Linked DNA regions of Anser cygnoides: region 2 is linked to region 1. A link is a contact called in public Hi-C data. All regions are on one chromosome and are shown on one strand. Each heading gives the region's core, a stretch centred on a gene start, on an enhancer-like site or on the middle of the called end of the contact. The rest is flanking DNA. Distances are from core to core; before and after follow the strand shown. Region 1 overlaps VPS54 (VPS54 subunit of GARP complex). Region 2 has its middle 16 kb from the start of MDH1.

Evidence for each region. Hi-C and Micro-C count contacts between places; a contact is called where the count stands out from the background.
Region 2: a contact with region 1 is called in a Hi-C map of liver, with 2.0 times the contacts expected there. The contact joins two enhancer-like sites. A contact is called at or near these places in 5 of 7 Hi-C or Micro-C datasets (fetal liver, granulosa cells and liver).

Annotation. Positions count from the first base shown.
Region 1 is chr3:12,501,401-12,507,907 of Taihu_goose_T2T_genome, forward strand. It overlaps VPS54 (VPS54 subunit of GARP complex), which reads left to right. Exons shown (of 25, transcript XM_048048358.2): 19 at 379-484; 20 at 3,643-3,730; 21 at 5,299-5,420; 22 at 5,532-5,612. Among named protein-coding and RNA genes, the nearest start is that of UGP2, 36 kb to the right of the region's middle. Within about 2 kb of position 4,066, at least 1 of the 3 cell types and tissues checked has open chromatin away from gene starts, as enhancers often do. A contact at or near this core is called in liver, where this site is marked.
Region 2 is chr3:12,561,906-12,568,412 of Taihu_goose_T2T_genome, forward strand. No RefSeq gene overlaps it. Among named protein-coding and RNA genes, the nearest start is that of MDH1, 16 kb to the right of the region's middle. Within about 2 kb of position 2,691, at least 3 of the 3 cell types and tissues checked have open chromatin away from gene starts, as enhancers often do. A contact at or near this core is called in liver, where this site is marked.

The DNA of each region.
Region 1 (6,507 bases), core at 2,816-5,315:
ATTATACTTGCTCAAAGTTGGCCAGAACTATACAGTGTTACAAGAAAGGAGCTTTAGACTTTTTCCCCAGCTGACATCTGCACGGAGGATTCTAGTTCCACAATAGTTATTTTTGGAGATTAAAAAGTTATGCTGATGAATATTAGAGGTTTTCTCTCATACACATTAAGTACTTTATCCACACACCACCCTCTGAAACGGGTATTCTTTATATATGTTTTTTATGTTAAGTTTTTACCTCAGATCAGTTACTGGGTTTATTTAATGCTGTAATCTCCAGCATTAGGTAGCTTTCTATCAGCATGACTGGCCTGTTTATAATTTTTTGATACCCTGTGTTCACTGAGATAACATATTTGGCTGTTTCCTCTCTTGCAGGACAGTATTGCTGTTAATAAGAATAATCCTTGAGTACTGCCAGTGTGTGGATAACATTCCTTCCATCACCACTGACATGCTTACCCGCCTGTCTGATTTACTGAAGGTATGACTCCAAATGTACAGTCTGTACTTGTCCGGGGTATTCAGGGCAGCAAACGTGTCTTACTCTAATGTTTCACATGCTTTTATGACTTGATATAGATGATACAAATTATCTAGAAATGATTGCATTTGTTTTGTGTTGTAAGATTGGTTTTTAAGCTAAAGGCATTGAAGATGCAATTTCTTGTGTCAGGAAGGCCGTCCTTCCTCTTGGTCACCTGGGATGTTTGAAATCCCATCTAGTAGTGTTTGTCATAGCTGCCTGTCCTTCAGGGTTGGATGTAGGATTAATGCTACTGACAAAGAAGTGATTTGATTCCAGATGTCACAGAGATGTATCTGTATTCAGGAAGGAACCTATTCCTGTGATTTCTACAAGTCAGTAGAAGCATGAAAAATAGTATAGGATGAAGCTGCTGTTGTAAAATGCAAAGATGATGAAAGACCAGGCCCTTTATTAATCTGTTTCTCTCTAGAGAAGAAAAAGCTGATATAGCGCAGATACTGCAAGGTGATACAAGTAAACAAGAATAAAAGGAGCACATGAATGCTCCTAAAAACTTTTTTATATATCCAAAGCTCATTGGTTAATTCATTTCAAGTTTTTCGCTTGTGTCTTTGCCCACAGAGGTTATACCAGGTTTTAGAGTTCTGAACATAAGCATAACTGATAAAAGACCAACAGATTATACTCTGCAAAAGTAGGTTTTACATAAAGGGGCCGTGGAGGGAACATACCTGGGGAGAGACACCTTTAAATAATATTCCTTTTGGCTGGTAGCTCTTACCTGAATATCCAGACACAGGAGCACTCCTTCCTACAGTCATCATTCAGCTTCGTCCACAAACCTTCCCCTAAGTACCATCCAAGGAGGATCAAGCTAGTTTGGGACTGGGATCCCTCTCTTTCCACCTTGTTCTCAAGCTGCTGCTTCACACAGAACTTGCAGCACCTTTTTGCAGGCAGGCAGAACAGCAGCAGCTGCCTCAGACTTGGCCAGATTTGCATCTCTGTGTTACTTCCTTCTCCCTACTATATCTTGTTAGAGCTCTACATAAATTAGTCATGTTTTATTCCTTGGTACCCAAATAGCATGTGCAGTTTAATTGTTGTAGCTCCTATCTCTGGCAGTGAGCTGACCATCAGAAAGATGACAAGAACCAAAACAAAAGTGCATTTTTTATGCTTTGGACAAAATAGAGTTCCTTAAAGGTGTCCTTGCAAGTCACTGTACTTTTTATGTGATAATTGCATGACAAATGTAACGAGCTAGTTTGTATTGTGATTGGAAGCTGTGAAGTGGTTCCCAGATGATGAAATCTGAGCTGTGGCTGTAACCTGAGTGAAACGACACCTGTGTTTGATCAAAAACACAGTCATTGTTACTGGAGTTTACCTGGCGCGGACAAGAGAAGGTTTGCAGCCATGGTGCCAGAAGGTGGAAATGCTTTCCTCCAAGCAGACACAAGGAGGGGGTATTGCTCTTCTGATGTTTCAGACACGCTACTTCCTTGCTGCTTTGTCTGCAACAGGCCATCCGGTAAGTTAGCAATATCCCTGAAAGGCAGGGGGAGAGTGCAAGTGTCTGTCATCCTTTATAGAACATGCTTCTAATGGTCTGCCACACAGTTGATGAGCTGGTGCTAACCTAAGCTGAATACCTCAGAGGAGCTTAGACTGTGTAGGATGTCTGTCTTTGGCTCAGTGGATCTGCTTCTAAAGTCCACCAGGAGGCATAAGAAAAGGCCTTGCTTTTCAGGAGGAGGGGATGAAATGAATGTCAGACAGTTTCAGATCCTGACTTCTGACTGAGAGCAGAGTAGATTATGCCCCTTGTCAGCTCAGGGACCACGTGTAGCTCAGGTTCAGTTGGGAGCACTAGGTCTGGGTTGCTTTTCTTGCCCTCGACTCGCTACTCTGGCAGCCCAGAGCAGGTGCACATCTGCTGCTCACAGTACATCCCCTGCGGTCCTGAGTTTGGTGACTAGTTTCAGGCAATAGCGTGAAAATAGTACAAGAAAAGGTGCCAACTCTTTAGGTTTAACCTCCTGATTTCCACCCCAGTGTCACAGTTCCACTCAAACACGAGCCCTGGAATTCCTGCTGTCCATTCAGAGCAGGGGTCAGGAACAGCAGCAACAGTTCCTTCATCGCTACTGCCTCACCCAGCCTGGCCTAGGGTATTTTGGGTCTTGAGCCGAGTGGTAGAGCAGAATTCCAAAATAAGACAGAATGTGCTAAGAGGAACTGTCATACTCTTCCAGAGACCTCGTTGGCCTGTGTGCATTTAATTACTACTTTCTGTTGGAGCTAAGTTAGGAAGATCAAGTCAAAAGTCATCCATTATACCTGGAATTCTTGTAGCATTGTTTTTTGATGTTGTTTCAAGACTTCTGTGCATCATTTCCTAGATCTCAGCACTCTGTAGTGTTAGAAACACAAATTCGGCTACTTCAGCAGCAGTGAGTTTGTTTCTTTTCAAGCTTCCTGTAACGTGAACAGTGTGAAAAGTCTGGAGCCAAAGTTAGAAACAAGTCCTTTTGATATTTTCCGTTCTGGTATTACACTTTTACTCCCTCCACTCTACTTAGCAAAACTAGTGAGATCTTTACCCTTCACTTCGTTCAGGGCCCTGGTTTGAGAAGAACATTTTTTTTTAGATTTCTAGTACAAAGCTGCTAGTGTGGTGCCTTCAAAGTAAGGCTGAATTTAGCTAGTCTGCAGCACCTCTGACTTAATACTCTATTTCTAGACTCAGAGAAACCTCACCCAAAGGTCTCATACAAAAGCAGAAATTAGTCCCCGAATTGAAATCACTGACTAGCTAACTGTATTTTTAATAACAGTATTTCTACTTCCATTTCATGAAGCGCTGCCTTGAGTGCTTTAGCCTAAGCTGAGTCAAAAAAAATACTACAGGCCAGTGACTACTGAAATTGGCTTAAAAAAAAAAAGTTCCTTTTGTCTTACTAGTTAATAGTCATGGACTCCTCTGTAGTATGAGTATGTGAAACCCTGGTAGTGGCTTTGTTTATTTTGTAATTATCTGTTTAACCTTGCACAATTCTAATGATAGTATTTCTAAACTGTGGTTATGTGTTCTTCTTACAGAGTCAGCATACCTTTTCATTATCTTTCTTTTTTTTTTTGTCTTGTAGTATTTCAACTCTAGAAGCTGCCAACTGGTGCTTGGAGCTGGCGCGTTGCAAGTTGTTGGCTTGAAAACCATCACTACAAAAAATCTAGGTATGGATTTCTGTATTTGAAGTGTCAGATCTTGTATTCCTGTCTGTTTAAAAAACAAACAAACAAAACAACCACTGAACATTTAGGATAAGCTGTGCTTGTGTTGCGGTGCTGTGTGTAGAGCACAGTGATAAAACCTTCCTTGTTAAAAGGTAAAACACATATAAAGGCTAATGAGTTGTCTGTTCAAGGGGTGCACTAAAATCCATCAAATTCCTTTGCTGTCTACCACATTACTTTGCAAATACAAAGCTTTGCTCTGTTGTGAGAAGGAAATAAACAGGTTAGTAAGTTTTTCCATGAAAATGTTTTGCCTGTGGGAAGGCGTAGTTACTTTTTCAGTGGTGACTTTGGCATGCTTGGGAGCTGCTCAGTGTTTCAGTCTTGAGACGGGAGGTATGTAGGTAGAGGAATCCAGCCAAACGCCAGTCTCCCCATGTGTTTTGCTGAGCTGTGCTGTCCCATCTGCCCTGTGGTGCTGTGTTTTGTAACGCAGTGTCCAAATGCAGCTCCTGTGGGTTATAACCGCATGTCAGTAATGTGCAGAATGATTTCTGTGGGTGGCTCTGAATCAAACAGTTAGTCTTTATGTGGTCGAATGTCTCAGTGCAGTCAGGTAAATTAGGGCTCTGTGTCTGTGTGCTGAATCCAAACTCTGCTTTGGGCTTTAGAATTTCTCATTTGAAGTGTGCAGCTATTTAGCTGAATTGACAGTGCAGAGTTTCCTGCCTGGACTGCTTTATCTGCCCTTTTCAGGGAGAACTAGGTGTACGCTTCCATGCTGCAGAACAGCCTGACGTGGTACTTCAGACCCCCCAGTTTTAAACTGAAATTAAGAGCCTTTGGTGGTGGGTTAAAGCAGGTGTTTGAGCTTCCAGTTCCCATGTTTCAGGGTGTACTGATTACCAAACTGCATTTAATTTTTAAAGAGAAATTAGCTTGAGAGTGGTCTGAGAGGCTTCTGGCCATGGTGTTGCAGCAGACACAAGCGAGCAGAGAGAAGCTGCATTCAGGACTTTGCTCCAGAAGGCTTGGCGATCAAGCGGGCACCACCACGTGTCCTGCTGCTGGCTCAGGAGAAGCTCGGGTTTGGGAGTCCTGCCGGCACCACAGGCAGGAGCTGGCTCTGGGCAGCTTGGCACTGGCAGGGCAGCGTGTTTGTGTACATCTGTCGGGGGAGAAATGTTGGTGCCTTGAGAATGTGGCTGCCGAGGTTAGGTAGCTGATGAGTCAGGTCTTGTGAGGTCTCTCTGATGTCTGCATGTGCTCAGGGCTCAAAATGTCAAGCAGACACTTAAAGCCTCTTGTAAAATTAGTCCCTTATCCTGTATCTTACAGAATCTGGGTGTGAATGGCCAGGTACTCGTCTGGCGTCTCCACTGGGTGGGGTCTTCAGTGGAAAAAAGTGCTTACCTCCTACCTTGTTACCTTGTTTGTTTGTTTTAAAGCATATTAAATTGCATTAGGTCTATCTCATTCATGTTACAGGAGACACAGTCTGTACCAAATGACTCTTCTTGTGTAATAATTGTTGTTTTTCTTTTCCTGTCTCACTTCTGGATTTACAGCCCTTTCTTCACGCTGCCTACAGCTAATCGTACACTACATTCCTATTATCAGGGCTCATTTCGAAGCTCGACTGCAGCCGAAGCAGTTTAGCATGCTCAGGCATTTTGACCACATAACAAAGGTAATTCTTTTGGCATTTCCTAATTAAACGGGAAGTTCTGCTTTTCAGTTGTGCTCTGAAAAACATGAATGTCATTAGATAATAAATAAAACCTGCTTTCTTTCATTACAGGATTATCACGACCACATAGCTGAAATTTCAGCAAAGCTTGTTGCCATAATGGATAGCTTGTTTGACAAACTATTATCCAAGGTAATGATTTAAGAAATAATTATACACACTCTAAATTGCAGTTGGAGGTCTCACTGTATACAGCCTAGATGTTTCAAATGAAGTCTTAAACTTTCCTCATCGGGAGTCGTTTGAATGTCTTTAAACCGTGTATACGGAAAGTTCTGTGCAGTACTTGGGAATTTATTTTGTCTTAACACTTGCCGCATGGGTGTCATTCATCTTCACCCCCAAAAAATTGTTGATTTACTTCATCATCAGTAATGGACATTGGCTGGCACGGATGCTCTGGTGTTTAGGAGCTGAAGCGCTCTCCTGCCTTGGGCAGTTTTATCCCTGACAGCTTGTCTGCAGTCAGGTTGCTGCTGCCTCTTGCCTGTCCCAAATTGCTGGTTCTCCTTTCCTGCTCATCCAGATGGTGCCTCTGTGCGTGTAATTTCCTGCAGCTGAGGAAACAGCAAAAAAATGCTGAGGAGGAACAGTCTTCTGAGGGGAAGGACCTGCTCATTGATAGGGCTGCAAGCCTGGGGACTAGAAGTCTGTGCTTAGTAGTTCCTGCTGCATAGCAGAGCTGATAGCTGTGCCATTAAGTTCTCTTCGTGTTTTATGAGTGCCTGTCAGCTGAACAGGTTGGCCCTGGGCAGGATCCAGTCACTGACTCCCCTAGAGGCAGAGAACGTTGCACTCCTTGGGGTTACGGAAGAGACTCTGCCCCAGGACAGGCCTGTTGGGCTCACTAATCTGATGGATAAAGTGTGTGAGCGTTTAAAGCCTAGTGCTTTGCTTTGGCTCTTATGCTCTTACAAAAAAAAAAAAAAAGCTCTTTCATGAGAGGAAAAAGATTAATCCTTCAGCGTCAGATTTGATTGATTGACCTTGGCCAACCTCTTCCTTGTGGCAGCTTATGAGAATCGCA
Region 2 (6,507 bases), core at 1,441-3,940, 59 kb after region 1:
CTCCAAACTCCAGCAGTGCCAGGGAGATGTCCGCTTAGGCTGTGCTGGACAGAGATAAAGAAACAGAGGTAGAAGCAAGCATGCCATTATTACACACTTTAGTGAACAACTGGCTGCTGACAAGCAATGTGACAATATACAATCGTATTTTTATAATGACAAACAAATTTATAAAAGCGATGAAAGTCGCATGCATGAATTCAGAAATACTGCTACAGAGCTCTTCACGCTTCAGAAAGCTTGTGATGATCTGCCAGAATATGATCCTAATCTTTATTTTGAAATATTCACGTGGATTTTGGGTGGGTTACATAAATTTTAGATGCATTTTGCATGGGCATCGAATATGGAATTTAAATCAGAATAACTGTAGAATGCATATGTGACAGAAGCCTTCCTAAGGGAACAATAATTGGCTGAGCTGAAATCCCCAAATTTTCAGGTGGAGAGGTGTGCCCCCTGCCACCAGCCCAGCAATGGTGCTGCGGGGGGTTCGGTTATGGGGAGCACCCGGCACTCGGGGGAATTGCTTTGTAGCAGCTGCTGCAAATGAAATGTTTGCTTGGATTTTACTGTTATCAGACTGAGCGCTCAAGAGAAACTTAATTTATCCCATGCCCAGTTTTGCAGTGATGGATAGTGCTAGACAGCAGCATTGCTTATGTGGAGCCTGTATTCATTATTTCTCTATTTGTGCAAAACACAGATGAATCACTTTCCAAAAAAGCCAACCTCATCTCCTGCGGCTGCACAGAGAGCAATGGGAACGGTTGGAAACACACCAGGTGCCTCCCCCCATCCTCTGGATATTTCAGTGCAGCAATATCACCAGGACCCAGCCCTGCAGAGGTGGACCATGGCCGTTTCTGAGATGAGCTTTTCACATGGGCCCTCTCCTCCTGCTGCTACAGGGAGGCACTTTATTATTATTATTATTATTAATAATAATAATAATTATTATTAATTATTTTTTTCCTTAAAAGCCTGAAAAAGTAACTTAGCCATCTTCACCATCTTCACCTGTATTTAACTTCTCCATATTTTTTTCTCTCTGTATAGCTCTTATGTCAGTGTTACCTGGTGCACAGTCACCCTGTCTCCTCCAAAGTCTTTGGAAGGAAACTGACAACACCCTTAATAACATCCTGCAGCTGAGGATTTCAGCTCATTTTGCAAATATCAGCTAACTTTTAGATACTGTTCACCCCATGTTATCATCTTGGTTTGGGAAAAGGAACTGAGGGGCAAAGACAGGTTATCTGGCTGCTGGTGGAGAGGATATCTCCTGCAGAGCCAGGAGCAGAAATCATTTCCTGAATTTATAACCTAATCTCAAGTACTATTCCTGCTTGGGAATGGAAGGGAGGGTCACCAGTACGAGTAACACACACACACACACTCATGCACACACACAATTTGTCTGTCACAAAGTGTGTCTGAGTTTTATTCTTCTTGCCCAAGGGAATCTGCACCTCATGCAGACTTGTCCTCCCGTGGCTGGAGGTAGGTGTCCAGCCAGTGTGGACTTGGCACGGGCCTCTTCATAGTGGGGACACGGGGTAGCAGATACCTCACCTCTCCTGCTGAGTGTTTCCTGGCTGCTCCAGACCTGGAACTGCAGAAGTGGAAGAAGATCTGCCTTTTTATTTTTTCTTGGTCAAGTATTTGAATTCTTCAGGCTCATGGATTGAGGGGGAAAAGTCCTCCCAGTGTAACTCCCTCTCTACTAGCTCCACCTGGAGGCTCCATAAAAATCTGATTTTTTTTCATGTATTTATTTACCCGTTTATTTAGTTTTTTGGATTCAAGGCTGCCTTGGTGTTGAAAAACACTACTGCCAAAAAGCTTAATGCCCAGTCTTCAGCATACCCAGGTCCCAAGACTAACTAGACAAGAGGAGCAGCCCTGGCCAGAGGGGTTGTGGAACAAGGAGTCACAACTGGCTGACACAACCTTCTGGGATAAGAGCATTTGCTCCAGAAGTCTGGTGTCACTCCAGGGATGTGCCATTTGAGCATCCCTGGAAAAGATGTTGTGTTGGAGGTTTGCTCTCATTACCAAAACAGCGTTGTTGCTTCTGTTCTGTGAACGGTGCAGGCGAGATCTCCTGAATCTTCATGCATAAAAATGATGTTGGTGAGAAGAGTACGTGCATCTAAACAAGCTCCAGAAGCTGTCTCTGCTTCTGTCTGACCCATGAAGCAGAGCTAGAAGCACTGTCTCCCATGCAGCTCAAAAATCCATGTTAAAATTGCTTTCCTCAACTCTATCCTGGCATAAATACCAGATTGCTTAATCACAAATTGTTTTTAGAGTAAAATCATATCAGGGACACATACACTGCCCTTCTCCAGAGCAGTCACTGATAATATCGAAGTGAGGAGGGCAGGGACCATGCCAGACCAGCTGAGAGCAGAAGCAGCCACTCCACGGTCCCCCTTTCTCCAAGGTTTTCCTGCTTAGGAACCACCTGCACAACCACCCGCAGCCTGTGGAGTTGTGCTTCTCACCAGGCAAAATGCTTAAGATGCATTGTGACTGACGGCCAGTGCCGATGGGGAGAGAGCACCAGAAAGAGGGGATAAAGAAGGACCCTCCTGTCAATAAGGAATGACAATTCTGAATTAGAAAATCATCCCAAAAGCTGGATGCTATGACGCACCCAGCCAGAGTAGCACCAGAGCGCTGTGTAACATACCCAGCGTGCTCCTAAGTCAGCTGCCAAATTTATTTTTTCTCCTCTAGCTGATAACGAATCCATGCTGGAAGCTCGTGCCCAACCCCGCTGCTCTTGAACTCTGAGTCTGCAAACAGCTGTGCGGTGGCAAGTCTGTTAGTTTAGGCTATTTTGGGAAACAACCTGCCCTTTTTTTAGTCATGAAGCACGTGAAAGGCACAATGGCAAAATTTGGATGCAGTAAAATCACCTCTTGAAATCGCCTAGACCCGCACTCCTTATCTTTTCCTGTCCTGTCGCAATGACACGGTGTAACCAGAAGCAGCACCCCTCTGGAGGCTCCCTGACCCCTGTTACAGCTTGAACTGCAAGCTGTCCTCCACTGACCTCCTGCACATCCTCCTGGGACTCAGGCTTCCAGCTGGGCTGCAAAGCTGGTGACCACTCTCCTCCTGCTGCAGCTTCCACTTCTTTACAAAGCTGGAGAGCAGCTACCAATCCAGAGATGTGCTCCCCTTCTGGGGCCCTCACCTGAGGTACAGGGAAATCAATAGAAGAAGCGTATGTCCCTGAGAGGACCACCTGCTGATCTAGAAAGTAGAAACTTGGAAGAATCTTACCTTTTACTTCCTACTAAGCTATTTTTCCTGGTTTTCACCCCAGTAGACCTATATATTTTCAATCACCTAATGTGTGCTGCCCTTCTTCATCCTTGTCCTGACGGACATCCCCATGTGCCTGGGGGATATGTGCATAACGTGGCTGTGCCCGGACGTGGCCTACGTTTATTTTGGAGTCAATTTTCCCTTTAATGTCAGAGATAAATTTAACTTTGCCTCTTGGACATTTCTTTTCAACTTAGATAAAACCTTTGAGAGTTTAAATTCTCTTCTACGCCCTCCTTGTTGCTGATCAAGCCTCATTCTTTCCCCACCTTACTGTGCTCTTTGCCTTTCTGGACCAAACAATCTACACAGCCAAAGAGGTGAGGTTTGGCCATCATCATGCGAAGGGAACACACGATGTGATCATGGACTAGATGCTGCATGTACCATTTGCCATGCTCCTCCGCAAAGCTGACGCTTCAAAACTGTCAGAATGTTTTTCAACTGAAGTGGGTATTTAACACAAAATAGTTATTTGCATTTCGAGCTGCAAATAGTTATATTTACAGAAGTTCCACTTTCCTTTCGTCTGAGCAGCAGTCATACTTTGGGATTTGCTATTTCAAATGTAAAATGTCTCTATTGAAGCAAACAAACCAAACAAAAACATGAGCAGCAAGGGGAAAAAATGTTGCTAATAAACTCTTTTCAGTAGAATTGTCCTAATTTTTGTAAAGTTAGGTACTTTGAGAGCATGCTGTGTCTGTTTTACTTGCCAGAGTTCTTTTGCCTTACCTTATGCAATGCGAGATTCAAATCACGTTGATTTACTGTGACATGATGCCTTATTTATAAGCCCAAAGTGTGAATCTTTACGGCAAGCATCAGCATAATGTTTAGATTTGTTTATATGAGATAGAGTTTCTAGCTTCACCTGCAGTCACTGTAAAAAATAGCAAGAGGAGAAAAACAACAATGCAAGAAAAACTGAAAATCAATTTTTTTGTTCACTGGGGAACAGCTTTATTTCTTCTCTCAAAGAATTCTTGCTGGGAATGGAAAACTGTCAAGAAAGCACACACGAAGATCAGCTTTGCAGAACTGTCTTGATAAGCTTTCAATAGCACGGAGGGAGGATTTGGGATCCGCAGGGTTTTCCAGGTTCTTCTCATGCCAAACATCCAGGGACTCCACGACAAAGCATGCCAGTCATGCAGAACAGCTTCCTCTCCTCCCTGGGAGCCTTTCTGCTGATGCATGAGCTCAGCCAGCAGCCCTGATGTTCTTAGCTGCTCTATCTAGAAACCTTCCAGGAGTGGGTTTTGCAATTCAAATCTTGATTTCCCCTGGGTTCGATTCTCAAGGAAGATTTATGCGTCCTCATCTTGGAGTTGCTGCTTGGAGCCCTAACTTTTGTTCTCTCGGGGAAGTAACTAAGCTAATAAAGTGGAAGTGAGATTCCTTGCTACCCAGGAACTCTGTGTTTACTGAAAGTACCCTCCTTGCTAACTGAAGAATGCCTTTTAACTTACCCACTTAGAGTTGCTTAGAAGATGGAGGGGGTGTCTAAGGCTCAGTGGCTTTCATAGACACATAGGTCAGAAGCCACCCAGCCCAAATTCCTGCTGAACGCAAGGCCAACCTGTACCTGTCTGCCCAAGGCTACATCCAAGCTTCCACAACACCTCTGGTTGCTCCAGTACTTGATCATCCTCAGACTTGATTAATCAGTTTCTGGTGTTCCAGCTTGAATCTGTTGCCTCTTGACCCTCCACTGCATGCTGCTGAGAGATCTGGCTCTGCTTTCTCTGCAACTTCTGTTTTAGTAGCTGTTGACAGTAACATCTCCTGAGCCTTTCCTTCTCCAGACTGAACAACCCCAGCCTCTTCTCATACATTATGTCCTCCAGCACATTACTACTCAAAAATATAATCCCAGAATAGGAATATTTCAATGAAAAGCAAGATGCAAGTTTCCTCTTGTACTAGAAAGCTGTAACGGCCTCTAGGCTAGAAGGAAAAGGGATGGCTACTACTTCTGGTTTCATCTGCATATTTTCATATGTCTGTTACTACAAGAGCAAAGCTGCCTGCAGAAACACTGCACTTCTTGTGGCTTTTGTCACTTTGCAGAAGAGATAGCTAACCATAGAGGGAGGCATCTCCCAGAAATCTAAAAACTAGAGAAAGTAGAGCGAATGCAAACAATATCCGCCACTCACTAGTTTGAGAGCTTTTAGGTAGTAGGCTGGTAGTTAAGCACGTGGTCAATAAGAATTAGTAAGATTTCTGAATTATTTCACAGAAGTATGGAAGAAACACAAACAGTGCTTAAAACTCATAACATGAGATCAATCAATTTAGGTAGCGTTAACTTGAGAGGGTATGACCAGATAGTCCATCAAGTACTAAGGTCAATTATGCATCTGTTCTGACACACCGAGCGTTGTAAGCATCACTTTACGTGATTATGTTTTCACCTGGAAAAGGCTGCTTTAAAACAACCAACCAAAAAAACACAACCTGGAAAGCCAGATCTTCCCTTTCTTTAAAAAAAAGTCTCCCCATATTGTAATAATTCTGTAGGTATGGCACAAAACACACTGCAAGATTTATCACCTCTTATTTATGATATCGAGGCACAGATCTGTACTTTTGCCTTTCACTATCCCATAGCCTTGTCAAGCAGAGTTGTGCGAAGTGCAGCTATCCCCTGTAACATTTACTGTAAAACACATTGCCTTAAAACAAGATGCATCATGGTAATTACTGGCATGAACACCTTTGGTCCCTTGGCTCACATTGAAATGAAATTTTTACTGACTGTGTGTGGAGCACCAGAAGGCACTCATCACATTGGCAGCTTTCCTTACTTCCCTAATTCCTGTAGGAGTTCCCAAATTGTCATGTAAAGAGATGTATGAAGTTTGCTTCTCATCTTTGCTCCATTTTCTAAAATGCTTGTTTTTTCCCCCCCCCCTTTCAACTGATTATGTTTAGTACTTCTTTGCAACATACTGTCATTTTATTTAACAACTACAGTGGTGTTACAAGAGCAACTTATTTTAAGGATTAGCTTACTGGTGTTTGCTGACTTATTTTATATTCTAATTAATAAATCCCCAAAGAAGCCACTTCTTTAGCTTAGAATATATAAAGGCTTTTAGGTCTGGTATTTTTTCCTTCCCTCTCTAAAATGGTTATTTCTTCAATCCTTTTTTTGGT